Linked DNA regions of Sus scrofa: regions 2, 3 and 4 are each linked to region 1. The links are chromatin contacts, called in public HiChIP or PLAC-seq maps. All regions are on one chromosome and are shown on one strand. The core of a region is the stretch at or near the end of the contact, and the rest is flanking DNA. Distances in the headings are between cores, read along the strand shown. Region 1 overlaps CLASP1 (CLIP-associating protein 1). Region 2 holds the start of NIFK (nucleolar protein interacting with the FHA domain of MKI67). Region 3 has its middle 20 kb from the start of NIFK. Region 4 has its middle 11 kb from the start of CLASP1.

The links. HiChIP or PLAC-seq counts read pairs in DNA pulled down with a chosen protein or histone mark.
Region 2: an H3K27ac HiChIP or PLAC-seq map of skeletal muscle shows a contact between it and region 1. The contact joins the promoter of NIFK here to the enhancer-like site in region 1. A contact is called at or near these places in 1 of 5 promoter capture datasets (fetal liver), 6 of 47 Hi-C or Micro-C datasets (blood, epiblast stem cells, liver and 2 more) and 1 of 2 datasets of contacts at active chromatin or transcription factors (skeletal muscle).
Region 3: an H3K27ac HiChIP or PLAC-seq map of skeletal muscle shows a contact between it and region 1. The contact joins two enhancer-like sites. A contact is called at or near these places in 15 of 47 Hi-C or Micro-C datasets (alveolar macrophages, blood, embryonic fibroblasts and 7 more) and 1 of 2 datasets of contacts at active chromatin or transcription factors (skeletal muscle).
Region 4: an H3K27ac HiChIP or PLAC-seq map of skeletal muscle shows a contact between it and region 1. The contact joins two enhancer-like sites. A contact is called at or near these places in 3 of 47 Hi-C or Micro-C datasets (embryonic fibroblasts, omental adipose tissue and skeletal muscle) and 1 of 2 datasets of contacts at active chromatin or transcription factors (skeletal muscle).

Annotation. Positions count from the first base shown.
Region 1 is chr15:29,842,572-29,849,982 of Sscrofa11.1, forward strand. The region is part of intron 3 of CLASP1 (CLIP-associating protein 1); the gene reads left to right. Among named protein-coding and RNA genes, the nearest start is that of CLASP1, 64 kb to the left of the region's middle. Within about 2 kb of position 4,085, at least 19 of the 83 cell types and tissues checked have an H3K27ac peak or open chromatin away from gene starts, as enhancers often do. A contact at or near this core is called in fetal liver, liver and skeletal muscle, where this site is marked.
Region 2 is chr15:29,718,323-29,725,733 of Sscrofa11.1, forward strand. NIFK (nucleolar protein interacting with the FHA domain of MKI67) reads left to right here and starts at 2,628. Exons shown (of 7, transcript NM_001101827.1): 1 at 2,628-2,786; 2 at 4,283-4,420. The coding sequence starts at 2,682.
Region 3 is chr15:29,737,561-29,744,971 of Sscrofa11.1, forward strand. No RefSeq gene overlaps it. Among named protein-coding and RNA genes, the nearest start is that of NIFK, 20 kb to the left of the region's middle. Within about 2 kb of position 2,676, at least 14 of the 83 cell types and tissues checked have an H3K27ac peak or open chromatin away from gene starts, as enhancers often do. A contact at or near this core is called in liver and skeletal muscle, where this site is marked.
Region 4 is chr15:29,767,614-29,775,024 of Sscrofa11.1, forward strand. No RefSeq gene overlaps it. Among named protein-coding and RNA genes, the nearest start is that of CLASP1, 11 kb to the right of the region's middle. Within about 2 kb of position 2,963, at least 1 of the 83 cell types and tissues checked has an H3K27ac peak or open chromatin away from gene starts, as enhancers often do. A contact at or near this core is called in skeletal muscle, where this site is marked.

The DNA of each region.
Region 1 (7,411 bases), core at 2,835-5,334:
GCCGCGGGAGCAGCCCTAGAAAAAGCAAAGACAAAAAAAACCCCAAAAAAACAAAAAAGTGGTTTTGATGTTGTAAAAGAAATATTGATACAGTCACACCCCTCCCCCTTTGCGGGGTATGTCGGTGACAGGTGGCCCGAGGCCAGGAGCCCAGGGACCGTGAGGGCTTCCTTAGGTTCTGCCTGCAGTACAGTCGGGGGTGTGGGACTCCATGTGAACTGCGGCCACACAGGATTTTCATCTAGAGAAGGAAATTTAGAGAAGCCAATCTTCAGCCCAGGAAGATTGGCTTCAGCGTGGAGAGGCCGTGTCCAGCGTGGAGGTCCCGTCTGTGTGCCCTCCTCCTCCTGCCATAGCAGTGGCATCCAGCATGAGAAGGAGGGGCACTTCTCACTGTGTCAGCAAAGCAGTGTCAGCTGTCCATTTCCTCTCAGAGGGAGAGAGAGTAAAGGCCGACACAGGAGCTCAGGCTTCTTGGGGACGAGCACTTGCATCATTACTGACCTTTAGATACTTGGACAGCTTTTTTGCCCTTTTGCTCTTAAAACTGAAACCCAGACAATAACTTTGCGACCTTCATGCTTATTTCCATTTTACGGAGGAGGAAAACGAGGCAGCCAGGGAAGTCATTTGCTCAGAGTTGTACCCCAAGCACGTAGAATCGTCTAGGTCAGAGTCGGCCCCCTCACCACTGTGCAGCACTGTTGTGTCCACACAGTTCACACCCTGGATTGGCCTTGACACGCCTCCAGTGTGCACAACCCTGATTCTGTCGTTGCTCGGCCTGGTCCTGTCCTGTGTCTTCCCATTGTCCTTGGAGTAAAACTGCAGACCTTCCCCCGTGCTGTAAATGACCCTGTGCCCTGGCGCCTCTCTCTCTGGGCCTTCTTCCCACCCCCGCTGCCCTTTGCTGTGCTCCAGCCACCCTGGCCTCCCGTCTCTGGAACGTGCTTCAGAGGCCTTTCTGCGGCTGCTTGGCTTGCTCCCAGATGGCTGGTGTCGTGAGCCGCATCCTGTCATTCAGCTCTCAGCTCAGACCTCAGCCTTTAGGAAGCCTTCCTTCTCTGAGCTCCTGGCCCAGTGCTCTCTCCCTTCAGCCAAGAAATTCGCCCTGTCCCTGGTCCCCCACTCCCACATGTGTTTCCTGACAGCAGAGCCCGGAGCTGTCTTATTTTACTACAGAATCTCCACTGCCTAAAATAGTGCTTGGGACACTGTGGCTGCTCCGTAAGTACTTACTGAGTAAATAAACACGAGGAGGAGTTGAACAGTTGTGTCTCTGGAAGGCCCCTGGCCTTCCCAGAAGCAGCATTTTAGAATCCTCTGGCTTAAAGGATATATGACCTCAGCTCTGGACACTAAAAAGGCTGCCGTTTGTCACCCTTGTCCCTCCAAACTCTGCCACCGCCCAAACCAAAACCTGCCGAGGGAGCTGATCTCCTCCAGTGTCTCAGCAGTAAGTGAAGACAGAACCTGACAGTTACCTGAGGTTTCTTGGGAGGCATTGCTGGGCCTCATCGGATGCTGGAAAGGAGCTCTTGGACTTCCGTTTAGCACAACGACAGTGTCTGTAATGGTGACCCTGAGACATGAAGGAAGGCTCAGTTCCAGAACCTTCTCTGTAATAGACATGTCTGCTACTTTTAGGAGGTTTCCATGAACTGAAGGGGAAGTTCAGACATTTGGTAGCAGCTCTCAGGTACCCGGAAAAACCTCTGTCCAGGTGGACTTGCCTGTGGGCCTGTGACTTGCTTAGCGCCAGGCTGTCTTTGCCTGAGCTCACATTTGGCCTTCACCTGTCTAGAACACAGCCTGTTCCTCCCCTGGCATCAACGGCATTTTGAGGTTTCTCAGGGTCCTCAGATTATCTGATTGGACTGGCCCAGTGTGAGTCACTAGTGGTGACTTGGTCACAACTGCCCTGGGGTGCACAGGGAGGGATGTGGGACTTCTGACCCTGCTGGGTGGAGACAGTACTTTAGTACTTGGGCTGGGCTTCGTGAGCAACCCCCCACCCCCACCCCACCCACCTTCTGCCCCATTGCCTTTGGTCCGTGAACCTCAGAGCCTGTTCATCATGGGCAAGTGTGTAGACCCTTCCATACTGGGCCTCTCCCGCTCCTGGCTTTCAGTGAACATTTCATACTAAGAAAAAGCCTTAAAAAGAGCCTGCAGGTCTTTAGAAGTTTATCCATTCATTTTCCAGTTTTCCAGCCCCATCTAAGAAGACAAAGGTGGTCACATAAAGAAAGAGACATTGTGGGAGTTCCCTGGTGGCGAGAGGGTTAAGGATCCGCCATTGTCATGGTCTTAGCCCAGATATTGAACTCTTGGTGTTCATGGGCCTCTGAAGCATTTCTTTTCTTTCTTAATATCTCTTTATAATCCAGGTTTCTCTTTGGTTCCTTGGCTTAATCAGAGGATGATGACAGGGTGAGTGGGTTACAGATTTATTTGCCCACTTCGCAAATTTGTTTTTGAGAACAAGAGATGTGCCAGTTGCTGAGGAGAGAAAATTATACTCTGGTCTCTGAACAGGTGATTTCCAGCAGAGTGGACGTGGTTTGCGCCCGAGGACCTTGTGTCGGATGGTATAGCTGGCCAGTTAGCAGAGGTGCCACAGACAGCCTGGGCCCAGAACCCCCTCCTATGGGAGGAGGCTGCAAAAGCTGGGCTGGTCCTGAAAGACCAGGATTTGAACAGGTGAAAAGTGAGCAGTGGCAGTAGAAGCACAGCTGACCAGAGCGGGCTGGAAGGTTCCACTGTGACAAGTTGGTCTTGGAAGCCAATGCTGCCTCCCAGGCACTGGAGGCCTCGGCTTGGTTCTCCTTGGGAACCAGGCGGCACTGAGCACAGGACTGGCCCCCGGCAGCACTGGAGCAGTGTTCAGGGCATGAAGGAGGCTGGGGATGATGCCTGGAGCTGCCGTCTGCCAGGCAGGAGCTGCCCCAGGCCTGTGCTGAGCTCTTCTCGGTGGATCATTTCACTCCATCCTCCCAGCTGTTGTGTCGTTACTGTTGTGACTCCCCTGCAGTGGGTGAAGCGATCCATCTGGCCTGAGACCCAGCTACTGGTTCAGAACCCAGACTCTTCACCAGCACAGTGGTTCTTAGAAGGATAGGCAGGGCTGGACCTCGGAGGGCATGAATGCCACGCCAGGGTGGTCAAGCTGGTTTTTCCCCAGGCTGTGGGGAAGCATTTAAAGTTTTTGAGCAGGCTTCTACAGTGTTCTGAGCTGCCCTTTGGAAAGTTAAACAGTTATACTTCTGTCTAAGCTGACTTGGGATCGAATAGGAGGTCACCAGGGAACAGTTCAGTGAGATGAGCGGTGATAAGGTTGCGAGTGGATTCTTGGAGCATTGGGGGAGAGCTGGGAGGAGTTTGAGCACTTGGCATTGGAACGTGGATATTCTCCCCAGGCTTTGTGGTGGCATCAGAGAGTAAGTTAAACTTGAGCTTGTGCTTTGCACACATGAAGCCCTTGAGGTAACAAATTGAATTCACCGGCTCTGCAGTGCCTGTGGTTTCAGAACTTTGACTCTCCCTGCGCTAATAAGCATGTCCTGTGTGCAGACACCTGAGGCATTCTGCTTGTGAACCATATCTTTGTAGTTCTCTATCCTAGTTCCACGGGCAATCAGAGCCTTTCAGAAAAAGAGAGGCCCAGGTCATTTCCATTAAATGTTTATACTTGATGGACTGGTCCTTTTAACATTGACTATAGTGCAACACAGAACATGCTACAATGCACTGCAACTGTGTTGTTCATAAAGTAGTTCCAGCATTTACAACAATGAGAACTCAAATTATACCCTAGCGTGTGATCTGATAATAGGGCCCAAGAAATTCGAGGGCCTTTGAGGTCTGGCCAAAGACTCCACTCGTTTTCTCCCCATTTCTCTTGTTTCTCCCCACCCTGCCCTGCTTTGTGGAAGGACCTTGAAACAGTTGCTTCCGAGGCACCTGAATAGTTAATGGGCTGGTTTCATTAGAATTATTTGGTAGCTTGGATTAAACCAGTGAAATCTAAGAAGGGTGCTGCAGATCCATTAATAGGACTCCCAGCTGTCAATCTACAGAGACGCGAAGGCCGGGAGCCTGGTGCTGATGGCTCTTCCCGCAGGCTGGTTTCTGACCTTCCCAGAAACTCCCCTGTAGGAATCCTTCACTCTCTGTTTTCTGGGCGTTTTCTCTTCAGAAAAGAGACAGAGCTCAGGGCCCTTGTTCAGAACCTTCCCTGTGGGAGAGAAGGAATTGCAGCAAGTTTAGATATCTATTCTTTGTGCATCTCGACCCCAGTGTTGCTGTACATGTCCAGCCAGAGTGTGCAGGTCCCCTGCTTACGAAGGCTGAGCCAGAGAGTTACATGGGCAGGGGAGGGGAGGGGCGGCCCTGCAGGCTCTGGGCCCTCGGCCAGGACAGGGTGAGTGGGGAAGGTCACAGTGAGCTCAGGGGACACGGCTCTAGCGCAGAGTGTTGGTTGGCTGTGCATGTGGAGAGAAGCTTTATTTCAGAGATCAACGAGAGCTTTTTGCTTCTTTAGGAGGGCGCCTGGTGGCTGTGCTGGTGCCCTGGAGGTCACCACAAGGCGGCCCCTTAGGAACAATATGCCCAGGGCTTCGGCCACGGTTAGAATTGCTGCAGAGGGCGGGCATGCCAGTTGTTGAGCCAGCATTTACTGAGAGCCTGTGTGGCTTGGGGATATGGAGCAGCATCGGGCACAGGTCCTACCTTGAAGGACGCCTGCCTGGGGAGACCCTGCGTCCTTTCAGCCTGAGCCAGTCTCCCTTTGTACCTGTTGCCTGGTATCACTGTTTTTTTTTTTTTTTCTTTCCCCCACTTTTAAAGTTTTATTGAAGTACAGTCGATTTACAGTATTGTGATAATTTCTGCTGTACAACAAAGCAATTCAGTTACACATATGCACACATCCATTTTTTCAGGTCCTTTTTCCATGGAGGTTACCACAGAATATTGAACCGAGTTCCCTGTGCTATACAGCAGGTCCCCTGTTGACCTTCCATTCCATACAATACTGTACACATGCCAGTCCCAAACTCTCAGTCCATCCCTCCCCCAGCACTTCCCCTCCATTAACCAAAAGTTGTTTTTAAAGCCTGTGAGTCTCTTTCTGTTTTGTAAATAAGTTCATTTGTATCACTTTTAAAGATTCTACATATAAGTGATATCAAATGATGTTTGTCATTGTCTGACTTCACTTAGCACGATAATCTCTAGGTCCATCCATGTTGCTACCAGTGGCATTATTTCATTCTATTTTATGGCTGAGTAATACTCCATTGTATGTATGTATCACATCTTTATCCATTCCTCTGCTGATGGACATGTAGGTTGTTTCTGAGTCTTGGCTATCGTGAATAGTTCTGTAGTGAACACAGGATGCATGAATCTTTTTGAATTATGGGTGTCTCTGGATAGATGCCCAGGAGTGGGATTGCTGGATCGTATGGTAGTTCTATGTTTAGCCTTACTGTCCTCTATAGTGGCTGTATTTACACTCCCCCCAGCAGTGTGGGGGAGCCAGTCTTTTTGTGCCCATTGTCTGGTGTCACTGTGACAGCACCCCCATTAAAGCCCAGTTTTATGCATTGTGGGTGAGAAATTATTTGGTGAGGTGGTGAGGGCAGATAGGTAAGCACTTGTTACAGCATTGTCACGGGCACGAGCCCCATGCAAGGGGTCCAGCATGGCCGCTTGTAGGCCCCCTTCCCCCGCAGCTCCCTGTGAACCCTGCCTTCCACTCCTTGTCTCTCCCTCCACACGGCTGCCCTCGGGGCTCAGGACATATCCAGGGTCCAGGTGGATGAACTTCTGTCCCTGGCAGAGCCCCTTGGAGCAGTTTGCAGGGGTGCAGCCTCCTCTCTCTTCTCCTGGAGTTGTGAATGGGGAAAATTTTCCTTGACTCACGGCCCCTTGAGTTTCTCCTGCCCCCTGCTTCTCAAAGCTGTTTTGGACTGAATCTTCTGTACTGTCATTTGGGTGGGTTGTCAGGAGTCAGGGCAGATAAGGATGTTCCCTTGGGCACCTGCCTCCAGCCTGGGGAGAAGACACAGTGCCATAGAAAGAGCTGGCCTTTGGAGCCCTTAGGCTTGGGTGTGAGGCCCCCCCGCCCAGGCCAGGCTGTCACTGAGGTGGGGGAGCCAAGCTTGGATAGCGTGCAAGGTCCCTTCTGCCTAAAACCTTCAGGAAGTCCTCTGCAGTGGTTCTGAGCTGGGGAGAAGGTCAGAGAAGTCAGCCCACTGCAACATCATGACAAGAGCTCCTCTGGGGCTAGGCTGGAGAGGTGAGAGTGGCCAGAGTCTTAGAAGAGAATGTGAGCCCTAATAGAGCATTTGTAGAAGAATGGATAAATGCCAGCTTCTCTCTTGCCTTTGGTTCTCATCAGTGCCTGACCAGGCAGTGGGTCCCTCATTTGAAGTGATCCCATGGTGAACTTTCATCTTCATCCCGTGCCCTGTCTGCTTTGTGTCCCCCAAGTGTGGTCCCGCCTACATCTACAAGTTGAACTAGGTTTGAAGGCGATTTGAGTAGGAGCTGGTGCAAAAGAAGCCAACTGCCCCGGGGCTGAGGGTTCATCCCCTGCTCCCAGGCCTTTTTTGTTTTCTAAGCAGCTGGAAATTAGAAGAAATTATTTTGATTTCTCTGTCCTGCCTTTAAGCTTTCTTCACTAGAACAAGTTGGCTTATTTTTCCCGAGTGAATTCATTAAGTGTGTAGGTGTGTGTAATTTTTTATTTTTTGGCAAGGCCACCATGCGTTGTGTGTTTGAAAGCATGAATGAACTTCTGGAATGGAAGTGGGGTCGGGGGCGGGGCTCGACCCACCGGTGCGGTTTCTGCTGGTTCTTCCTGCCTCCCCTCTAAACTGTTACTGGTCCTCTGGTAACATCACCCTGCTTTCACCTGCCTCTTTTCTCAGTGTGATGTAGGCACTTGCAGTAAATCAGCAAGCAGTCATTTTGCAGCCGATCGAGGAATTGAGACCTAGGAGGGGCTGGGGACGCCCTTTCCAGACTCTGACAGAGCCCAGTCAGACAAAGGCAGAGAGGATTCCCTGTACCCAGTGCATCCTCGAGAGGCAGAGCTTAAAACAAAACCTGAGCCCAGAGCACCATCCCAGAGGACCAAAGCCCAGCCTAAGCGGAGCTTGCCTTTTGTGTTTCTGTGCTTGTGTTTGATCCCCTAGTAAATAATTGAAGACTTTGGGGTCACTCCCAAAGGGAAAAGTTTCCCAGTCGTATCTGCCTGCAAGGAAGGGTTTGGACGAGCTGTTCAGTGTTCTTAACACTTGAGTTTTCACAGAGTCGAGGGAAAAGGGCTCGGTGTTAGAGCAACTCTGTCGCCTTCTAGCCTGACTCAGCTTTGGAGTTTTTGTACTTTGCTGGGTGACTA
Region 2 (7,411 bases), core at 1,378-3,877, 130 kb before region 1:
GCTCATGGATACTAGTAAGGTTCTTAGCCCATAGAGCCACAGTGGGAACTCCAATAAGTCCTATTTTTAAAGTCCTTGACAGATTTTGCCAAATCTCTTTCTAGAGAAACTGAACTCATCTCCATCCCCCTGGCCACTTGGCTGCACTCTCCTGAGTGTGAATGTTAACACTGTAGACATTCTGGGCTCATTTAAGGGTGAAAATATGACTCATTTAATAGTACTGAAGACTCTGTTATAGGTGGTACACTTCTACAAGTTTCCTTGAAGGGCAGTGAACCCTATGAGCAGCTACCCCTCTCCACTCTCCCCACCCCCATCCCTCCAGGAGCCCCCCCCCCGCCCCCCCCCGCTTTGCCAAGGTCATTGCCACACTCAGGGTCTAGATTCGGGGTTGTGCATGAAGTTAGACCTGGCACAGGGCAAGATGTGGCCAAGGTGATAGTCACAGAGAAGGACAGAGAAAGAAAATTTCCCTCCCAACTTCAGGTCCTGTGGCCCTAAACTGAATACAGGCGGAATTTTTAGTTGTCAGGTGACATGTCCTGAGGCTGCACTATTGAGACTAATGAAACAAATGACACTTTCTCTCCACTTCCCCTAAAATTGTCCCTTTCAGCCCAAAAGCCCTGTGACTGAGCAAGGGTCAGCCAGGCAGGGCTGAGCATGCTGACTCATAGCTGGAAGGTTGGATGACCCCTCAGGGACCAGGCACAATGGATGGAAAAGGAGGAGAAGAGGAGGAAGGCGAGCAGGGCTGGGTAGGCACCTCAGCCCCACCTCTCAGAGTCTTCTGTTCCCAAGACCCAGCTCCCTAGATACTCAGCACACCCTGCCTTACCCTGAAGCTCTGACATCAGCCCTCACCATGCTACCTACCCCATCCCCTGCCAGGGGCTCCAGTGCATAGGTGGTGATGGTGGCCCCATAGGAAAGACATGCCACTATTGAGTTCCCACAGAGGGGTGGCATGGTGGGTGGTCAGTGGGGGCAAAAGAAAGGAGAGACATTCATTGAGCACACGCAGCCACACACTCAGGTCTGTAGAAGTGTCTGGAGGCATTTGGTTGTTAAGTGACTTGGGGGGAGAAGGGTGGTGCTGACATCAGGTGCTGGAGACAGGGTGCCAAGGCAGAGTGGGACACACAGTCCAGTGAAAAATTGTTCTACCCAAGAAGCCTCTGCCCTCTACAAGAAAAATCGGAAGGAGAAAACGTAATACCCAAATTTTAGGTAGTGCATTTGTTTTCATTGGGCAATCTGCCACCTCTGTCTCCCATACTGGCTGGCATGGACTACTACTGTAGCCTTGACTCCCTGTTTCTTCAGTCCACCTGCCACCCTAACTAGTGGAGTTATTTGAAAGGTATGAACAACCACAGCCTTCCATAAAACCCTCCCATTCCCCTGCATTTACAATAAAACCCAAGCTTTCAACCTTGACAAGCAGAGCCCTGGAGCTCCCACCTGCACCCTTGGTCCTCACCCCTTGCTGAGCTCCAGCCACAATGGCTGGTCCCTTCTTTCCAGCCTAAGACCTCCATGCCTGCTCCCCATGCCTTCAGGTCTCAGCTCAAAGCTACCTCCTCCGGAGGCCCTCCTTGCCACCCAGGATGCCTCTCCCCCAATCTCTTCAGTATCTCACATAGCACCAGACCCACCCTCAGACGTCCTTTATCTGCCCCTCCCCCCAAGCTCTAAGTTCCCCAAAGGCAGCAGCAGAGGGACGCACAATAAGAGCTCAAAAAACAAGTGAAAAAGGAAAATAGGGGAGTTACCATTGTGACTCAGTGGTAACGAATCCGACTAGTATCCATGAGGATGTGGGTTCCATCCCTGGCGTTGCTCACTGGGTTAAGGATCCTGCGTTGCCAGGAGCTGTGGTATGTGGAGTTGCTATGGCTGTGATGTAGGCGGGTAGTTGCAGCTCCGATTCAACCTGTAGCCTGAGAACTATGCTGAGGGTGCAGCCCTAAACAGCAAAAAGAAAGAAGATAAATAGAAAAGAATTAATGGTTAGCAAGACCTCAAGGGCACGAGTATTGTTTTGGGGTTGGTTTCGTTTTTGGTTTTGGTTTTTGACTGCGCTCAGGACTGGAGGAAGTTCCCTGGCCAGGGATAGAAACTGCAGCAGCTACCTGCCCTGAGCCAACCCGCTGAGACACCAGAGAATTTCTGGAGTCGATTGTCTAGGGGTCAAATGAAAGCTGCAGCTGCCCGGCTTACACCACAGCCACAGCAACACCAGATCTGAGCTGCATCTGTGACCTACACTACAGCTCACGGCAATGCTAGAACCTTATCCCAGTGAGCGAGGCCAGCGGTGGAACCCACACCTTCATGGATGCTAGTCGGGTTCTTAACCTGCTGAGGCACAATGGGAACTCCCTGGAGTTGGTTTTTATCCCAACCCTGGCCCTTGAAATGTGAGGGCCATAGAGGAAACGCTAACAAGCTATTCACAGCAATTTTGGGGAGCTGGCAGGTGTTAGAGTGAGGTCAGCGGCTGTTGAGGCAGGGGACGCCGGAGCTCGCTGGACCCTCCCCGCGCCCCGCCCAGGCCCCACCCCCTGCCGCGCCGCGTCGCGCCCAGGCCCCGCCCTCACTTCCGCTTTGGAACCCTACAGGACTCGCATTTCCGGGAGCTCCGCGTGGATTTGGTTAGCCCGGTAGCAGGCTTAATGGCGGCTCTCGCTGCCCAGGTTGGGCCGCTCTTGTCCCTGAATCCGCAAGAAGATGCTAAGTTCCAGAAGAAGGTAGCGCTGGCTCGCCGTCGCGCAACCAAGGTGAGTGGCCTGCGCGGCCCCAACCGCGAGAGGAGGCGGCTGGCGCGCCCTGGGCCTTCTGCCCAGCGCGTCTCGGCAGCCCCACGCCTGTGCCTCAGCAGGGTCACCCTGGAGGCCCCGACCCCAGGAGACTCCGACCCCAGGAGACCCCGACCCCAGGAGACCCCGACCCCAGGAGACCGAGGTTTTCCCGAGAGGACCGAAAAATGAAGGGGTGGGTGTTGGGGTGACGATGGAAAAGAGGAGGCCAGCCGATGGGAGCGCCCCTTGTACCGCAGATCAGCCCCAGATCCGAAAGAGCGTTCTTTGGCTCTGCCCCTGTAGGGAAAATGTGGCCTCTGTTCACTGGCACTAGTTTGGGAGTCGGAGTTTTGAGGAAGAGAAAGAACAGTTTTATTGCTTTGCCAGGCAAAGGAGGACACGGCAGGCTAATGCCTCAAAGCTATGTCCTGACTTGAGAGGGGATAGCAAGGGGTTTTATAGGTTTAGCTCGGAAGACAGGATTATTGATTAAGATGTCTATGTTATTCTTAATCCATAGATCATTTCAAAGTAGTCAAATCCGGAGTCAGTCGGTTTGGTGATGGTTTCTGGTTGTCTTCAGGGTTATCGTCCCTTGACCTTCTCTCTGGAATAAAGACTGCTTAAGGGGAAGGGGTGTCAGAAGAGTGTTTCAATTATAAAAGAAAACATTAGGTGCAATATAACTCTGATTAGAAAGTAAACATTAGTAATAAGTTAGCAGACCAAGGCAGGACACAACATAATGGAGACTGTTTTAACTAGGTTTTAGCTGTAACAGTATTTTCTAATCATTAACTCTCGAGTCAGCCTTTTGAGACTGAGGGGAGGCCTGGGAGACTAAAGGAAAGGCCGTTTATTTCAAAACACAAAGATTTAGGGTCTGGTACATGGTTTCATCCCCAAATTGGGGAGGTTCGGTTGCCAGGTCCATGGTTTTGGAATCCTTAAGAGACAATTTTTGCCAGGCTTCATTTGCTTACGACTAGGGGCCCTGACATAAAGTTCTGTTTCCCAAAGGTTTTAGCATAAAATGCATTCCCGGAAAACTTAAAAGTCCTTATTATAGAAAACAAGGGTATGTTGGAGGTACTGTTAACTAACGTCTTAAAATAGTTGACTTAGGTGAGTACGAATTAAACGATGATCTGCAAAACTGTACTTATGTGGAGTTCTTAGGCCAGAAGATTTTGAATAATGCGTTCAAACCATTGATTCACCGTATACTTACTGAGCATTGACTTTGGGGGCCTGGAATGGGGACGCTGAGAAGACAGTCTCCTGCTTGACAATTGTCTTTGTGGGGAGATGGACATTAAACAGTTAATTTTTATATTCTGTTGTGCTAAGTGGAGATGCAGGGTAGGTTCTTATCTGTTGTCTTAGACTGAAAGCAGGGAGTTTTCACAGGATTTGTTGCAATGTGTTGTTGTTTCTTATTTAAAAAAATATTTGCCTGGTCTTGATGTCTTCAGCAACCAGAGAAACAAAAACTTACTCCTGGAGTAATCTATGTGGGCCACTTACCTCCATCGCTATATGAAACCCAGATCCGAGCATATTTCTCCCAGTTTGGCACTGTTACAAGATTGAGACTGTCCAGGAGTAAAAAGGTAAGTTTTTTTTGGATTGAGATAAGTTGTTTCATTTTCCAAAAGAATATCACCCTTGACAGTGTATGGAGCATGTTCCTTATTATCGCTCCCTCTAGAAAGGGGTGGAGCGAGAACTAGAACCTGAAACAGCTGTGAGAGCAAAATCACTATTCCTGTTAATGTTTTACTGTTTACAAAAAAAAAAAAGTGATTGCCTTAAGTCCTCAAATTAAATTGACTGTCCTAATAAGTGAGTCATATTTGTGCTGTGACTACTAAGCCCCATGTACATGAACTTCAGTTTGAGGAGCTGGTTCATAGTCCCTTTGTAAAAGCCTCTGATAGCGAAGGTTGGTCAGGTGCATCGTTAGAGTAAGGATGGAGCAAGGCTACATAGGTGTGAGGCCTGGCTCCACAGTTAACCAACTGTGTGGCTTTGGACAAGTTATTTATACTCTCATACTTCAGTTTTCTGATTTGTAAGATAGAAACAAAATAGCACTGACATCTTAGGAGTATCTGAGCAAAGATTAAATGGGGTAATGACTGAAGGTTCTTAGAACAGTGTCTGAGCCACAAAGTACTATATAATGTTGTTTTGGGGAGGTTTTTTGCTGGTTTGTTTGGTTTTTTTTTTTTTTTTTTTTGAGGTCATACTAGCGGCATATGGCGGTTCCCAGGCTAGAGGTCAATTCAGAGCTACAGCTGCCGGCCCCAGCCACAGCAATGCAGGATCCGAGCTACATCTTCGACCACGTTACAGTTAACAGCGACACCAGATCCTTATCCCACTGAGTGAGGCCAGGGATCAAACCCAAAACCTCATGGCTCCTAGTCAGATTCATTTCCACTGAGCCACTATGGGAACTCCTATATAATGTTATTTTTGTATCATACCTTCACCTGTCCTGATAAAGAACTGATTGTGTTGTTTGTTTCAGTAGGGAGGGGAGGCCCACTTTATTTTCTTTCCCCACACTCACTTATTGGCTGTAACCATAGAGCTCTTGTTCTTGGAATCTTTTTTTCTTGTTACAGTTTTTCCACACTTTCCACTTGAGTTGTAACAGATCAAAGTTAAATTTTATGTTTGGGAGTTCCTGTCCTGGCTCTACAGAAACAAATCTGACTAGCATCCATGAGGACGCAGGTTCAATCCCTGACCTTGCTCAGTGGGTTAAGAATGACGACTCGGATCTGATGTGGCTGTGGTGTAGGCCAGTGGCTATAGCTCTAATTCAGCCCCTAGCCTGGGAACCTCCATGTGCCGTGGGAGCCAAAAAAAAAAATTTATATTTGATTTGGCACAAGTGGGGATAGGACACACACTAGCTGGATATTACGTTTTATGTTGCCAAAGCAACATCTCAACAGTAAAGGGGATTTTAAATTTAAAATGCTTCAGAGGAAGTGTCCATTGACAGGAATGGATAAAGAACATGTGGTGCATATATGCAATAGAGTATTAGTCATAAAAAAAGAATGAAATAATACCATTTACAGCAACATGGACGGATCTAGAGATTATCATACAACATAAATTAAGAGAAAGACAAGTACTGGAGTTCCCATTGTGGCGCAGTGGTTAACGAATCCAACTAGGAACCATGAGGTTGAGGGTTCGATCCCTGGCCTTGCTCAGTGGGTTAAGGATCCGGCATTGCCGTGAGCTGTGGTGTAGGTTGCAGACGTGGCTCGGATCCCACGTTGCTGTGACTCTGGCGTAGGCACGGCTACGATTAGACCCCTAGCCTCGGAATCTCCATATGCCTCGGGAGCGGCCATAGAAAAGGCAAAGACCAAAAAAAGAAGAGAGAGAAAGACAAGTACCATATATTACTTATACATGGAATCTTTTTGTCTTTTTTTTTTTCTTTTATTCCCTGCGGTATAGGGAGTTCCGGGCTAGGGGTCAGAGGGCTGGGTATTGAACTTGCCTCCCAGAGTTCCCAAGGAGCTGCCAATCTAGATGCGCCACAGAGGGAACTTCTGTATGTGGAATCTCTAAAAAAGATACAAATGAACTTACTTGCAGAGCAGGAATAGACTCACAGACTCTGAAAACAAACTTAATAGTTACTAAAGGGGACAGGTTCAGGGAGGGGTGGACTTGGGGTTTGGAATTTGTGTGTGCACTCTGAGGTGTATAGAATGATTGGCCAGCAGGGACTTGCTGTACACCACAGGGAACTCTACCCAGTATTCTGTGGTGATCTATATGGAGAAAGAATGGATATGTGTATAACTGAATCACTTTGCTGTACAACAGAAATTATCTCAACATTGTAAATTATTGCAAATAGTTCCTATTGTGGTTCAGCTGGTCAGGAATCTGACTACTAACCATAAGGATGCAGGTTCGATCTTTGGCCTCACTCATTGGGTTAAGGATCCAGCATTGCTGAGCTGTGGTGTAGATCTCAGATTTGGCTTGGATCCTGTGTTGTTGTGGCTGTGGTGTAGGCTGGCAGCTACATCGCCAATTCGACGCCTAGCCTGGGAACCTCCATATGCCTCAGGTGCGGCCCTAAAAAGACAAAAAAAAAATTAATAAAATAAAATGCTTCGGGAACTTCTCTGGTGGCCTAGCAGGTTAGGGATCTGGCATTGTCATTGTTGAGGCTAGGGTCACTGTTTTGGTATGGGTTCAGTCCCTGGCCTGAGAACCTCCACGTGCTGTGGGCATGGCCAAAAGAAAAATCCTGATATTTCTTCTATTCTAACCAAAATAATGTGTTTTCTCTGTATTTTCCCCTTTTTCGCCATTCGCCAGTTGGTAATGGTTGCATCTTAGGCAGACAAGATACTGCAAATACCCTGAAGTCTGGTAGAGACCAGCTTAATGACTGTTCACCTTTATCAGATGTCAGCTTGATCTCATGCTTCAGATCTTTGATCTTTAAGAAACAGACTAGAATCTATCATTTTGCTGCAGACTTGTTCATTCAACAGTCTCCTTTGAGCCTTATCCATGCAACTGGTGCTTTATTCCTTTTCTTGATTACACTG
Region 3 (7,411 bases), core at 1,426-3,925, 110 kb before region 1:
TTTATGTGAGTTCATAGAGGAGTTCCTGTTGTGGCTTAGCAGTAACAAACCTGGCTGGTATCCATGAGGCCACAGGTGTGATCCCTGATTTCATTCAGTGGGTTAAGGATCTGGCCTTTCAGACTTGGTTCAGATCCCATGTGGCTATGGCACTGACCGGCAGCTATGGCTCCAATTCAGCCCCTAGCCTGGGAACTTCCATAGGCCATGGGTGTGGCCCTAAAAAAAAAAAAAAAAAAAAAAAAAAAAAGTTCATAGATTATCCAATAGTCAAATTTTTTTGGCCATTCCCACAGCATGTGGAAGTTAAGGGGCCCAGAGCCACTGCAGTGACAATGCCAGATCCCTAACCTGCTGTGCCACAAGATAACACAGATAATTTTTTTAAGTGAAAAAAACTACAGCCTGGATAAAAATATTTGCAAAGGACTTTTTATCCAGAATAGACCTCAAAACAATCCACACAAATTGTCACATGGAACCCAATTTCTGCATTCTGACCATAAAATGGAAAGTAATAGAGACTATTTTTGATTACCATTAAGGACTTGCAAGGTATGATAATGAATATTTGTTAAATATTTGCATGTGTCAGATATTGCTGTAAGCACTTGCAGTATATTAGCTCATTTAATCAGAGCAGCCTATGAAGTAGACACTACTGTTACTATCTGATGAGACTGAAGTCCTGAGGACTCAAGGAGTGGACTTGCCATGGGATAGTATACAGTGAGCCAAGTGAGCTGACTCAACCATTAGATTTCCTCCCAACAGGGGTGGGATTGAAATCTAGACTGTTAGTGACAGTGAAAAAATGTTAAGATGCAAAAGCCTTGTGCTGAGAGGACCTGGTGACTTTGAAATGGGGGCAGAAAAGGAGCGCTGGGACATCAGGCCGGGGACATTGCATGCAAATGAGCTATTCTTATGAGCTCAGTTTTGAAGTAATGACGGCAGCCTAACACTAGGTGGCAGTAGAACTCAGGCACTGAAAATCAACAACTCACGACATTCACTGAGACTGGCAAAAATTCAAAATTGTTAAAAGGGATTTATATCCTAAAGTTAACATTTTTTTTAAAAAGGACCTCCCATTGTGGCGCAGTGGAAACGAATCTGACTAGTATCCATGAGGACGTGGTTTTGATCCCTGGCCTCCCTCAGTGACTTAAGGAACCTGCATTGCCATGAGCTGTGGTGTAGGTTGCAGGCATGACTCCTATCCCAAGATGCTGTGGGCTGTGGTGCAGGCTGGCAGCTGCAGTCCGATTCGACCCCTAGCCTGGGAACTTCCATGTGCAGCAGGTGCAGCCCTATAAACAAAAAGACCTTCCTGAGCAGCATAATTTTATACACACTACACATATAAACAGAGCACCAATTTCTACACAACTATAGGGCAGAAACTGCCACTGTGAAATAAGCAACTGGGTGCTTAATAACGGTCCTTTGGGTAACCGGTTATTGTTAAAAACATATTTGCCAAAGGATTTCTGATCACCAGTAATACAACATACTGATGACGTGAACCGTGAAGGTTTTTAACTTATAAAATCGTGTGTGGTTATGAATAAGTACTACTTAGGATAATTGTACACTAATTATGGGCCAGTGGTTTTCTAATTTGGTGTTCCCCAGTGTATATTAGAATTTGGTGACTGGATTTAAAAAGAAAAGCTCATACAAGAGAACTTGGCTTTATTTATCAAATTTATCAACACTAAATTTGTGAATTCCCTTCGTGGCTCAGCGGGTCAAGGATCCAGTGTAGCAGCTTGGGTCACTGCTGTGGCACAGGTGTGATCCTTGGCCTGGGAACTTCCACATGCTATGGGTGTGGCCAAAACATTAAAATTAATAAATAATCACAGTCTTTAGTTCATAATATTCAGAGTATTTTCTTTTTCCTTTTTTGGCACGTGGAAATTCCAGGGCCAGGGACTGAACCTGCATCACAGCAGTGACACCAGCCACTGCAGTGACAATGCTGGGTCACTCACCACACCGCAAGAGAACCCCCAGAGTATTGCCTACTTTCCACTCCCTATGCTCATTTTTTTTTAAATTTTTATTGATATACAGTTGATTTACAATGTTGAGTTTGTGCTCATTTAGTTTTATTTGTTATTCATGAGGTCCGAATTATAAGCAAAGGAAACACTGGACTTAGGTTTGGGGGCATTTTTCTGTTTCAATTAGTAAATCTCAACACTTGGGATTATTTTTCAATTGATACGTAGGTGACATATTTCTGGCCATTTTCTGCTCAGAAACAAAAAATATAATTGTTTGGGAAGTTAGGGCTTCACTTGGGTGGAGAGTTACTGTCCCATTGATGCAGTAACAGAAGATTTCACATGCTGATCTACAAATTTGTCCTGTTCCGGAAAGCAGTCTGTTTTAGAATTAAATTGCTTACCCACTTACCCAGGATCTGGGCGGCCTGCTCTGCTTCTGTTTGTGCTGACAGAAAGAAGGAAATGGATCTGTGGCGGTGATGTGGAAGTTACTTTTCTGTGCTGATAAGAGGCCAAGTTTAGAATCTCCCCTGTTATAAATAAGTGCTGTCAACCCTAGGAGGCCCAGGAAAAGAAGCGCAGACATTCGATACTTGCCAAACATAGTTTCCGCAGCAAATGTGCCCCAAGTAAAGCTGCTGTTCCCTGGCAGCTCTCTTGGGGGAAGCGCTGCAGCACTGGCGGTGGAGGGGGAGCACAACGTTTGCAAGAGGAACCAAGGAAACGATCCTAAGTATTCCTCCAAGAAACTACTCAGATGGGTTTTTGGCCAAGAGGGATGCAAGACAATAACAGACAATGTTTTCTTCTGAAGGAAGGTGTCAGTTTTTCTTCTATTTCTGCTTTAACACTTAGGTAGATGATAAATGTTTTGGATTTTCTCTAATTAACTTTTTTCTTTTTGGCTGCATCCAGAGCATGCAGAAGTTCCCTGGCCATGGATTGAATCCATAGTGACCTAAGCCACAGCAGTGACAACACCAGATCCTTAACCCACTGGGCCACCGGGGAACTTCTCTAATTAGCTTTTTTTGGTTTTTTGTTTGTTTGTTTTTCTGGCTGCCTTGAGGCATGTGGAGTGCCTGGGATCAAATCCAAGCCACAGTTGTGACCTAAGTTACAGTTGTGGGAACACTTGATCCTTAACCCACTGTGCTGGGCTGAGGATCAATCCTGCATCCCAGAGCTCCCAAGACACCACTGATCACATTGCACCACGGTGGGAACTCCTCCTCTAATTAGCTTTTTTAAAAAATAAGACTTCCCTGGTAGTAGAGCAAGCTAAGGATCTGGCACAGTCACTGCTATGGCACAGGTTCAATCCCTGGCCCAGAGAACTTCCACATGCTGCAGGCATGGCCAAAAGAATAGAAAACACTACTGATGGAGTTCCCGTCGTGGTGCAGCAGAAACAAATCTGACTAGGAACCATCAGGTTGTGGGTTCGATCCCTGGCCCTGCTCAGTGGGTAAGGATCCAGCATTGCCGTGAGCTGTGGTGTAGGTCACAGACGTGGCTTAGATCTGGCATTGCCATGGCTGTGGTGTAGGCCAGCAGCTACAGCTCCGATTAGACCCCTAGCCAGGGAACCTCCATATGCCTCGGGTGTGGCCCTAAAAAGACAAAAGACGAAAAAATAAATAAATAAAAATACTACTGATGCATGCCTGGTCTAATAAAAGCAACAAACAAATCTTTTAGTAAGTGTAAATTGTGTTTCCTACCTTGCAAATTTCTACATGGCCAGTTATCTGATTTGATGTTAACAGAGATTCCGCCATATAAAAGGCATGGTTCATAATTTATGATTTTCTGGTGACTGTTTCCTGTTAGTTTTTCAATTTAAGTTATTGCCTAAATAGGTAATACATGCACAAGGTACAAAATTGGAATGGTTCTGAGAGGTACCAAGTGAAAAGTCAGTCTGTCTGGTCCTATTCATATGCTCACCTCACTCAACTCACCAGCCGTGTCCTTCCCCTGGAGAAGTGTTCTGCCTCATCCCCGTGGGGTGCTGCCCCCAAGGAAGTCGTCCAATCGGTCCCTTGAAGAGAGAGACCCCGTTTGCTTCCCTTTCGTTGTCTGTTTCCTCTTATTCTCGTTTACCTCTGTCTCCCCAGCCCACCCCAACCACCCACATTCCTAAGGGCAGGAGCTTTGACTGCTCCATTTACACCCCAGTGATGGAAACAATGCTGGTACATCAAATTTGTTTCTTTAACCCATTCGAAACATATTTGTTGGAGTTCCCTGGTGGCACAGCCGGTTAAGGATCTGGCATTGTCACTGCTATGGCACAGGTTCCATCTCTGGCCCGGGAACTTCTACAAGCCAAGGGCTCGGCCAAAAACAGAAGGAAAAGGAGTGTCTTCCAATCCATGGGTATCTCAGATTCCACAAACTGTGATACCAGCCACATCAGCGACATGCAAACCCTCAGTGCCAGGGGCCCACGCTGCTGTAGGTGCCCCTTCATGTGCCCCTCCACCCCAATCATCTCCATCTTAGCTCCCAGCACAGGGTTATTTCCCAGTCAATATTCGCTACTTAGTATCTTCTTTTGTCCTCTATTTGTCCAATGGAAATATTTCTCAGTAACTCATCTTCCTGTTTTGGAAATGGCACTCTGTGGACCCAAGTCATTGCCTTTTATTTCCTCTCTCAATGGATTAATTTTCTTCCCTCCCAGGGAATGAAATCGGTAGATATTGGGTAAAGCCTGGCCAGGGGATGATGGGGATGGTGATGTGGGGATGGTGTTTGTGTGTGTGATGGGGGTGGTGATGAGGATGGTGATGGGAGTTGGGGGGGTGATAGGGTGGGGATGGGGGGATGGTGATGGAGGTGATGGATGGGGTGGGGTGGTGATGGGGGCTGATAGGAGAGGTGATGGGGGGATGATGGGGGGGTGATGGGGGCCCTCTCTGGCCGTGCAGGAACTCACTCGTGACCACGGTCCAGCCCTTTCTCCTCTCTAAGGCTGGGCGTTTGGATCAGGGGAGGAAGTTAGGCACTAAGGTGGCCAGTCTATGAGGCCTTTCTGGCCCTCAGTTCTAGAGTCTCCTTTGTGTCCACCATGGATGCTCAGATGCTCACTGGAAAGCAAGCCTGGCCGCTTGCCCAGCTGCCCTTGGGGCCCTAGCCACCTGGGCCTCTGCTCTCTCAGCTTCGATGTAAATGCACCCCCTCACCGGGGCTCCCCAGTCCCCGATCACTGTCACAGGTCAGAGAGTGTGAGCTGTGAGGAGCAAGGGACACCCCACCGGAGTGACCACTCACTTGTCCCTCTCCCTGGGACTAGGTCTTTGTGTGCCCACCCCCACCTCCTCTTCCACACCCAGCAGCCAGTAGCACAGGACAGGTGCCCAGGAACATGGGTGACTAATGACAGTGAAAATGGGAGAAATGCCTCAGCTCACTGGGAAGGAGGAGAGCAAAGGAGAAGGTTGTCTTTTTTCTTTCTTTTCTTTTTTGGGCCACTCCTGAGGCATATAGAAGTTCCCAGGCTAGGGTTTGAATTTGAGTTGCAGCTGCTGGCCTACATCACAGCTCCAGCAATGCCAGATTGAAGCCAATTCTGCAACCTGCACCACAGCTCACAGCAATGCTGGATCCTTAACCCGCTGAGCGAGGGCAGGGATCAAACCCACATCCTCATGGATACTGGTCAGATTTGTTTCCGCTGTGCCACAACAGGAACTCCTATATATCTATTCTTTTTCAGACTCTTTTCTCTTTCTTTCTTTTTTTTTTTTTTTCTTTTTCTTTTTACAGCTGAACCTATGGCATGTGGAACTTTCCAGGCTAGAAGTCAAATTGGAGCTGCAGCTGCCAGCCTGTACCACAGCTACAGCAGTGCAGAATCCGGCCCCATCTGTGGCCTACACCACAGTTTGTGGAAATACCAGATCTTGAACCCACTGATCAAATCCAGGGATTGAACCCACATCCTCACGGAGACTGTGTCGGGTCCTTAACTCGCTGAGCCACAGCAGGAACTCCCAGACTCTTTCCTTTATATGTTATTACAAGATATTGGGTAGAGTTCTCTGTGCTCTAGGATCGTGTTGTTTCAAGTAACAGATTTTTGAAAAACTGACAGATTTGAAACAAATACCATCTTGAAAGGGTCAAGTCTTATCAGAACAAGCAGCACTGGAAATTCTACTGCCAGAGAGCAGCTTGAGAGCCCTGCTGGGAAAGAAGCAGACGTCCCAATACATCCCTGGTCCAGTCAGGCTGACATGGCCCAGCGCTGGCGCTGCAGGGGCTGAAGGACATTCCTGTGGCCCCAGTGAATTCGGGAAATAGAAACCTTCCTTCCCTCCTGAGGTCCTCATGTGAACAGGTGTAGCTTCCAAAAGTCTCAGCAAGCTGAAGACAGGGGCTCTGGGAAGCCTGCGGGGAGTGCTTGACACCTGTTTTGCTAGTACTATGCAAGGAAGACCATAGTTACTTTTGCCACCCCCCCCCAAGTGTGATCTGTGGGGGAGCCCCCCCACCTCCCGCATGCATTGTAAACATGTCTTAAATAATTTGCCCCTCTTTTCCTGGTTAAACATTACCCACAGCTGCCTGCTAGATGGAAAAAGTGGCCAGCAAATCACGGAGCAGGTATGTGTCAGTGAGGAATGTCCCATCAGCCAGCAGGGACGCTGACCCTTGGTTTAACAGCCTGGGGGTGGGAGGCCATAAAGTCATTTGTGCAAACTGTTGGGTTTGCTTCATGGCTCCTGCCAGAACAAGTCCTTTCTCTGATGTTGTAAGGACCCCACACACATTCAGCAGGCAGGTCCTTTAAGTGAACTATAGGGGCCAGTGGCAAGGTTATTTGTTTTTACTTCAAAAAACCATGTTTTCAGAACAAATTAAAAATTTGTTCTGGGAGTTCCCATTGTGGCTCAGTGGTAACAAACCCAGCTAGAATCCATTAAGGATGTGGGTTCGATCCCTGGCCTCTCTCAGTGGACTAAGGATCCAGCGTTGCCACGAGCTGTGGTGTAGGTCACAGACACAGCTCGGATCCCTTGTGGCTGTGGCTGTGGTGCAGGTTGGCAGCTGCAGCTCCAATTTGATCCCTAGCCTGGGAACTTCGTGTGCCGTGGGTGGGGCCCTGAAAAAAGAATTTATTTTGGAGTTCCCGTTGTGGCTCAACAGGTTAAGAACCCGATGCAGTATCCATGAGGATGCGGGTTCAATCCCTGGCCTTGCTCAGTGGGTTAAGAATCCAGCATTGCCACAAGCTGTGGGGTCACAGCTACAGCTCGGATCCCTTGTTGCTAGGCTGGCAGTTGCAGCTCCAATTTGACCAACTCGCCTGGGACGTTCCATATGCTGAGGATACAGCTCTAAAAAGCAAAAAATAAAAAATTAAATTAAATTTTAAAAAATAA
Region 4 (7,411 bases), core at 1,713-4,212, 76 kb before region 1:
GTGTCTTGGCTGCTCACCTAGAAACAGACTAGCATCATCTTTGTAATTTACACCAATAATCAGCTAGTAAATTCCCTAAAGTGGTGGGTTGCCTCTTGGCTGCAAAAATGTCCTGCTTGCCACCTGCTTGTCACTAAGTGGAATCTAATTTATTTTCTGAGGTGTGGTACGAATACTTTTCCTCTAAATTGAGATATTGAGTTATCCACGGACAAAGAGGAACCACTGATAAGAATGGTATCATCTTACCTTTGAATTTGCATAAACATAAAATATTAAGTTTATTGGGTGTAAGGTAGGTCAGCTTCTAGTCAGACCTGTTAGTTTCAAAAGTTGGCAACAACCTGCTGCTGTCAGGAATTACAGGTTGAAAGCAACTAAGGTCAGTTGAATTTACTTGGTGTTGGAATTCAGACGAGAGCAGACTGGCAAGTGGAGGTTAACTATCACACAGTTAAAAGCAGGGAGGGTCCGTGATCCCAGATGACTCAAGATGCCAGTGCAGTGTGGCAAGTGACGTCGAGAAAGGCAGCACAGCCAAGTTCATGGGAGAAGACTGTGCTAGCGGAGTTCTGTAGCTAAGTCTTGTGTGAGCAAAGGCAAATTTGGGGGATCCGTAAAATCAAAATACATTTGAGAACATTGGTTTGGTCACAGTGATCAGACATACCATGTAGGCTATTGTTCATTTACGAAATTAGAGGAAGCAATAAGGAAAACTGAAAAACATGGCATGAATTAAAGGAGATTGTCTGAAAAGAAGAGAAAGGATTTGAGTTACTAGAAGCCCCTGAAGGAAAGAGAATTTCATTCAGGAATAGGAAACTCTAAATAAATAAGACTAGGTAGGAAATAGGCCAAATACGAACCTTACACTTAATTTAAAAATTTGGGAGTTCCCGTCGTGGCTCAGAGGTTAACGAACCCGACTAGCATCCATGAGGATTCGGATTCGATCCCTGGCCTCACTCAGTGGGTTAAGGATCCATCGTTGCCGTGAGCTGTGGTGTAGGTCTGGGATGCGGCTCAGATCTGGCGTTGCTGTGGCTGTGGTGTAGGCTGGCAGTTGCAGCTCTGATTCACCCCCTAGCCTGGGAGCTTCCATACGCCAGGGGTGTGGCCCTAAAAAGACAAAAAAAAAAAAAAAAAAAAAATTTTTACTTTTTTCTTTTTCTTGCCTGCATGTGGAATTTTCCAGACCAGGGATTGAACCCATGCCATAGCAGCAACCTGAGCTGTAGCAGTGACAACGCCAGAGCATTAATTCACTGAGGCATCAGGGAACTAAAAAACTTGCTGATTTCTTAGGGCCTCATGTACCTTTTAATTTTTTAACTTTTTAAATTTTTTCACTTTTTAGGACCGAATCCACAGCACATGGAGTTACCTAGACCAGGGGTCCAACTGGAGCTGCAGCTGCCGGCCTACACCACAGCCACAGCAACTCGGGAACCGAGCTGCATCTGCGACCAAAACTACAGCTCACACAACTCTGGATCCTTAACCCACTGAGGACAGGGATCAAACCCGCATCCTCATGGATGCTAGTCTGGTTCTTAACCTGCTGAGCCACAACCAGAACTCCCTCCTTAGCTTTCTTTGACTCACCCACACCTGCTAAGTGGCCCCCTTTATGTTCTATTGTTGTAATTACTATAGAGTAATTGCCAGCAATGCTCACCCAGGGGCACATCAAATTCTGGCTATGGAGAGTCTCTCAGATGATGTATAAAGGAAAGCAAATTGCCCTTTCATTTGATTTTTTTCTTTCTTAAAATTTTTATTTTATTTTACTTTTTAATTTTTTTAAATTTATTTTTTTATTTGATTTTTTTCTTAAAAATGTTTTTTTCTACTAGAGTTGATTTACAGTATTTCGTCAACTTCTGTAGAGTAAAGTGACCCAGTCATACATATTTATACATTTTTTTCTCATTTTATCTTCCACCAGGGCCTCATTGCTTATGATTTTTTTCTTTTTATGGCTGTCGCCATGGCATAGGGAAATTCCCAAGCTAGGAACTGAAACAGAGCTGCAGCTACTGGCCTACACCACAGCTACAGCAACACCGGTGGATCCAAGCTGGATCTGTGAACTACACCACAGCTCACGGCAATGCTGGATCCTTAACCCACTGAGCAAGGCCAGGGATCAAACCTGCATTCTCACGGTCACTGTGTCAGGTTCTTAACCCGCTGAGGCACAACAGGAACTCCTGATTTTGAAAGCCTCTAATTGGCTCTTTGCATTTGGATGGGTAGGTTGGGCCACTGTAATTTGGCACAGTCCGATGTTACTTGAGAGACCTCACTGATGGCAACTCCAAAGGAAAGCCTAAAACTTAAACTCTATTATGGGCTGCTTTTTGGAATTTGCTTTTTATCCTTATAAAGGGGGTGAGGAATGGTCCGCAAAAAGCCTGAATAGATCCGGATTCAGACACACTGGGCAACAGGTAAAGCTTAAAGGACTATTCAATCACGTGTTTGGCATCAGAGCTGCCCATAGAACCTCCTGGATTTGTCATGCTTCTTGCAGTTAGAAACCCGACTTTCATGCCACCTTTGTTACCCAGAAGTAGGTTTTTGTAATATAAATTACACCACTTGTGACAACACTGGAAACTGGAACTGTCCTCTCCATTAAAGATGGAGTGACTTTGGAGCTTGTGACTAGGTTAAGTGGCTTGTCTGGATCATGCAGTGAGTTGACAGCTAGGGGTGCATCCCTGACCCTATCACTTCTATGCCAGCAGCCACAGTAGTGTTTCCAGAGGGGCACCCCAGTAGCAGAACACCTGGCCAGGTGAGGAAGCCCATGAGAGGCGCGCCAGACACCTATACTATCTTCAGCGGGTGATACTTACTTGTAAGTCAGGTAATGAATGTAATTGCACTCCAGGGAGTGGTTGCCAACGTGATTTAGCAAACTTGTTTCTCATCTCCTATTTTTATCACATGCAAAAGACACACCCGCCTTTGCCTGCACATTTCTGTAACACACACCACTTCTCTAGCAAAGGGACTACTGTGTCCTGAGCAGTGCAAATCCAGGTTCCATGGGGGCTGTGATGCCCATGTGGATAGACTATCTTGTTGCTGTTCTTCTTGAATTTTAGTTCTAGAGATATAAAATATTTTCTTCTTCACTGAGATTCTTGAAGAAGATGAAGTAAAGCTATCCAATTAGATGTAAGTACTTATTACTAAAGTATTTAGGCTAACCTGGATTAGAAGATATTTCCTGAGTCATAGGAAGAGAAAGAAATCTTCTCACCCAGACTTTAGTGATTTCTGTTTGTTAGGGCATGCTACCAAATCCTTTAAGAAGTTGTTAAAATTTACAAAAATATATGTTTGAAGAATACAGTCATACATTTAAAAAATGACTGGAGTTCCTGCTGTGGCACAAGGGGATCAGCAGCATCTCTGCAGCACCAGGACAAAGATTTGATTCTTGGCCCAACACAGTGGATTAAAAGATTAGCAGTTGCTGCAGCTGCGGTGTAGGATGCAACAGCAGCTCAGATATGATCCCTGGCCTGGGAACTCCATGTGCCTTGGGGTAGCCAAAAAAGAAAAAAGGAGAAAAATGCTTGCCAAAAATTTTTATGACCCAGAGATAATCATTTGCTAATATTTAAAAAAAATTTTTTTTTCATTTTAGATGGTTTACAGTGTTCTGTCAACTTTCTACTGTACAGCATGGGGACCTGGTTACACATACATGTATAGATTCTTTTTTCTCACATTATTATGCTCCATCACAAGTGACGAGACATAGTTCCCAGTGCTATACAGCAGGCATTTGCTAATATTTTGATGTATTTGCTTGCAGAACATTTTCTTTCTTTTTTTCAGTCTTCTGTCTGTATTTCTTTTTTGCTATTTAGGGCCACACCTGTGGCATATGGAGATTCCCAGGCTAGGGGTCCAATTGGAGCTACAGATGCCTGCCTCTGCCAGAGCCACAGCAACAACATCAGACCTGAGCCACATCTGCAACCTACACCACAGCTCGTGGCAACACCGGATCCTTAACTCTCTGAGCGAGTCCAGGGATCGAACGTGGAACCTCACGGTTCCTAGTTGGATTCGTTTCTACTGCGCCATGACGGGAACTCCTGCAGAACATTTTCTATGCCCAAGCTGAACTTCCTACATGAGCTAATACCTAGGCACCTAGCAATCTAAGTAAAACATAACCAGAAAGTAGATACCAAGAGGTAGAGCTGAAGATACTAATAAAAAATGTCATCCTCAAAATTGCGGGAAAAAATCAAGAAAAGGCATACAATCGTAAAGGTGGTAGGGCCTTAGAGGCTCCAAGCACAATCTTTTACACTGTGAATTGGCTCCTGAGAAAAAATGTGACCAGCTGAGAGTAAGCAGAGCCAGAACTAGCATCCAGGAACCAAAGCTTTCAGAACAATCTCCCTGCTCTCCCAGTGCTTTTAACCCATTTATTATATACAGGACTGGATTTGTTTTTTTTTTCTTTTTAGGGCTGCACCCATGGCATATGGAGTTTCCCAGGCTAGGGGTCGAATTGGAGTTTCAGTTGCTGGCCTACACCACAGCCTCAGCAATGTGGGATCCGAGCCTCATCTGTGACCTACACCACAGCTCACGACAACGCCAGATCCTTTAACTCACCGAACAAAGCCAGGGATTGAATTCCCATCCTCAGGGATACTAGTTGGGCTTGTTATTGCTTGAGCCACAACGGGAACTCTCAGGACTGGATTTAATGATTCATAAACCCTGGCTTTGAAATGAACATGCTTGGTATGAGAGAAGAACATTATGTCAGCAGATCCTTTTCAACCCACTCAAGTGATATTTGGTAGAGATTAGGTCCACTACTGAAATGTTAAATCAGAGAATGTTAGAATAGCAAGAAACTGGAGCAGTCCTACATAGCTTATGGCCCCATTATACAGAGAGGAAAACTGAGGCCCAGAGAGGGATGATGCCCAGCCAGTTTGTGGCAGAATTGGTAGTAGATCTCATTCCCTGACTCAACAGGTTCTAAAGACACTGTGGCATATTGGTCATCAAAAGAGAACTTCCAAAACACCCTACGTCCTCTCGATCAATGGGAGCCCAGTTACTCTGCCTTAGTTACTTGGCCTTCAGCTGGACTACCCAATTGCGACAGTGAGCCTAGGCAATGGTCAGCAATGACTGCCAACTTCACAAAAAGAGACCATTGGAAATGATATGCCTCCTGATGAATGTATGAGGTGGTTTTCCTGAAAAATTTAAATCTGAATCAGAATAAAGCATTCTGGAGTTCCTATTATGGCTCAGTGGTAACGAACCTGATAGGTATCCATGAGGATGAAGGTTCAATCCCTGGCCTCGATCAGTGGGTTAAGGATCTGGCATTGCTCTGAGCTGTGGTATAGGCCAGCAGCTGTAACTGTAATTTGACCCCTAGCCTGGGAACTTCCATATGCCGTGGGTTTGGCCCTAAAAAGACAAAAAAAAAAAAAAAAAAAAAAAAAAAAAAAAGCATCCAGCACAAGCAAGTATCGAGGAGGTAGAAGAACATGTTAGAGACTCCCAGAAATATACATTAGAAAAATCTGGAATGTGGGAAACCTACAGAATAAGAGTTTCTTCAATAAGTCAGTATCAAGGAAAAAATGAGATGGGGGGGCATCTACATATTAAGAAAGATCTAAGAGTAGAATGCAATGTATTTGCATTGTTTGGATCCTGATTTTTTTTTATATTTATTTGCTGTCTTTTTGTAGGGCCGCACCTGCGGCATATGGAGGTTCCCAGGCTAGGGGTCTAATAGGAGCTACAGCTGCTGGTCTATGCCACAGTTACAGCAGTGCCAGATTTGAGCCATGTCTTCGACCTACACCACAGCTCATGGCAACGCTGGATCCTTAACCCACTGAGCGAGGCCTGGGATGGAACATGCCATCTCATGGTTCCTAGTCGGATTCATTTCCATTGTACCACGAAGGGCACTCCCCTGATTTTTTTTAAATAAATTTTTTTTAATAAAGTATAGTTGATTTACCATGTTGTACCAATTTCTGCTGAACAGCAAAATGACTCAGTTTATATATATTCTTTTTAAAATATTATTTTCTATCACAGTCTATCCCCCGAGACTGGATATAGTTCCCTGTACTATACAGCAGGATCTCATTGCTTATCCACGCTAAATGTAATAGTTTGCATCTACCAACCTCAAATTCCCCATCCATCCCACTCCCTCCTCCTTGGCAACCACAAGTCTGTTCTCTATGACTGTGAATCTGTCTCTGTTTTGTGCCATATTTTGGACTCCATGTATAAGTGATATTATATGTTATTTGGATCCTGGTTTGAACAATCTACTTAAAAAAAACAAGGAGACAGGTGCATTAATACCCCATTACATGATTAAAAAGGATCACAAAGCATTTTATGAACAACTGAATGCCAACAAATTAGGTAACTTAGATGAAATGGATCTATTTCTAGAAAGACACAAACTTGAAATTGACTCAAGAGGAAATAGTAAATCTGAATAGATCTGTAACAAGTAAAGAGACTAAATTAGTAATAAAGTTACAAAACAAAAGTACCTACAAAGAAAAGCTAAGGCCCAGACAGCTTCACTGGTAATTCTTTGAAACATTTAAAAAGAATACATGGGAATTCCCATCTGGCTCAGTGGTTAAGGAACTCTACTAGCATCCATGAGGATGAGGGTTCAATCCCTGGCTTCACTCAGCGGGTTAAGGATCTGGTTTGCTGAGAGCTGTAGTGTAGGTTGCAGATGCAGCTAAGATTCAGCATTGCCGTGGCTCTGGTGTAGGCCAGCAGTTACAGCTCTGATTGGACCCCTTGGCTGGGAACCTCCATATGCCGTGGCTGTGGCCCTATTAAAAGAAAAGAAAAGAAAAGAAAATGCTAAGGAAGCCACTAAAACTTAATAAATGAATTCAGTAAGGGTATAAGATTAATCTGTAAAAATTAATTATATTTATTTTTAAATTTTTTTAATTTTTAATTTTTTTTCAATTTTTAAATTATAGTTGATTTACAATGTTCTGTCAATTTTCTATAGTACAGCAAAGAGACCCAGTCACACATACATATGTACATTTTTTCTCTCATATTATCACCATCATGTTTCATTACAAGTGACTGGCTATAGTTCTCTGTGCTATAATTATGTTTCTATAAGATCAATGTTCAGGATACAAGATCAATGTGTAAAAAAAATTATTTTTTGTCTTTTTAGGGCCTCTCCCATGACACATGAAGGTTCCCAGGCTAGGGGTCGAATTGGAGCTGTAGCCACAGCAATGTGGTATCTGAGCCTTGTCTGCCACCTACATCACAGCTCACAGTAACACTGGATCCTTAACCCATTGAGCAAGGCCAGGGATAGAACCTG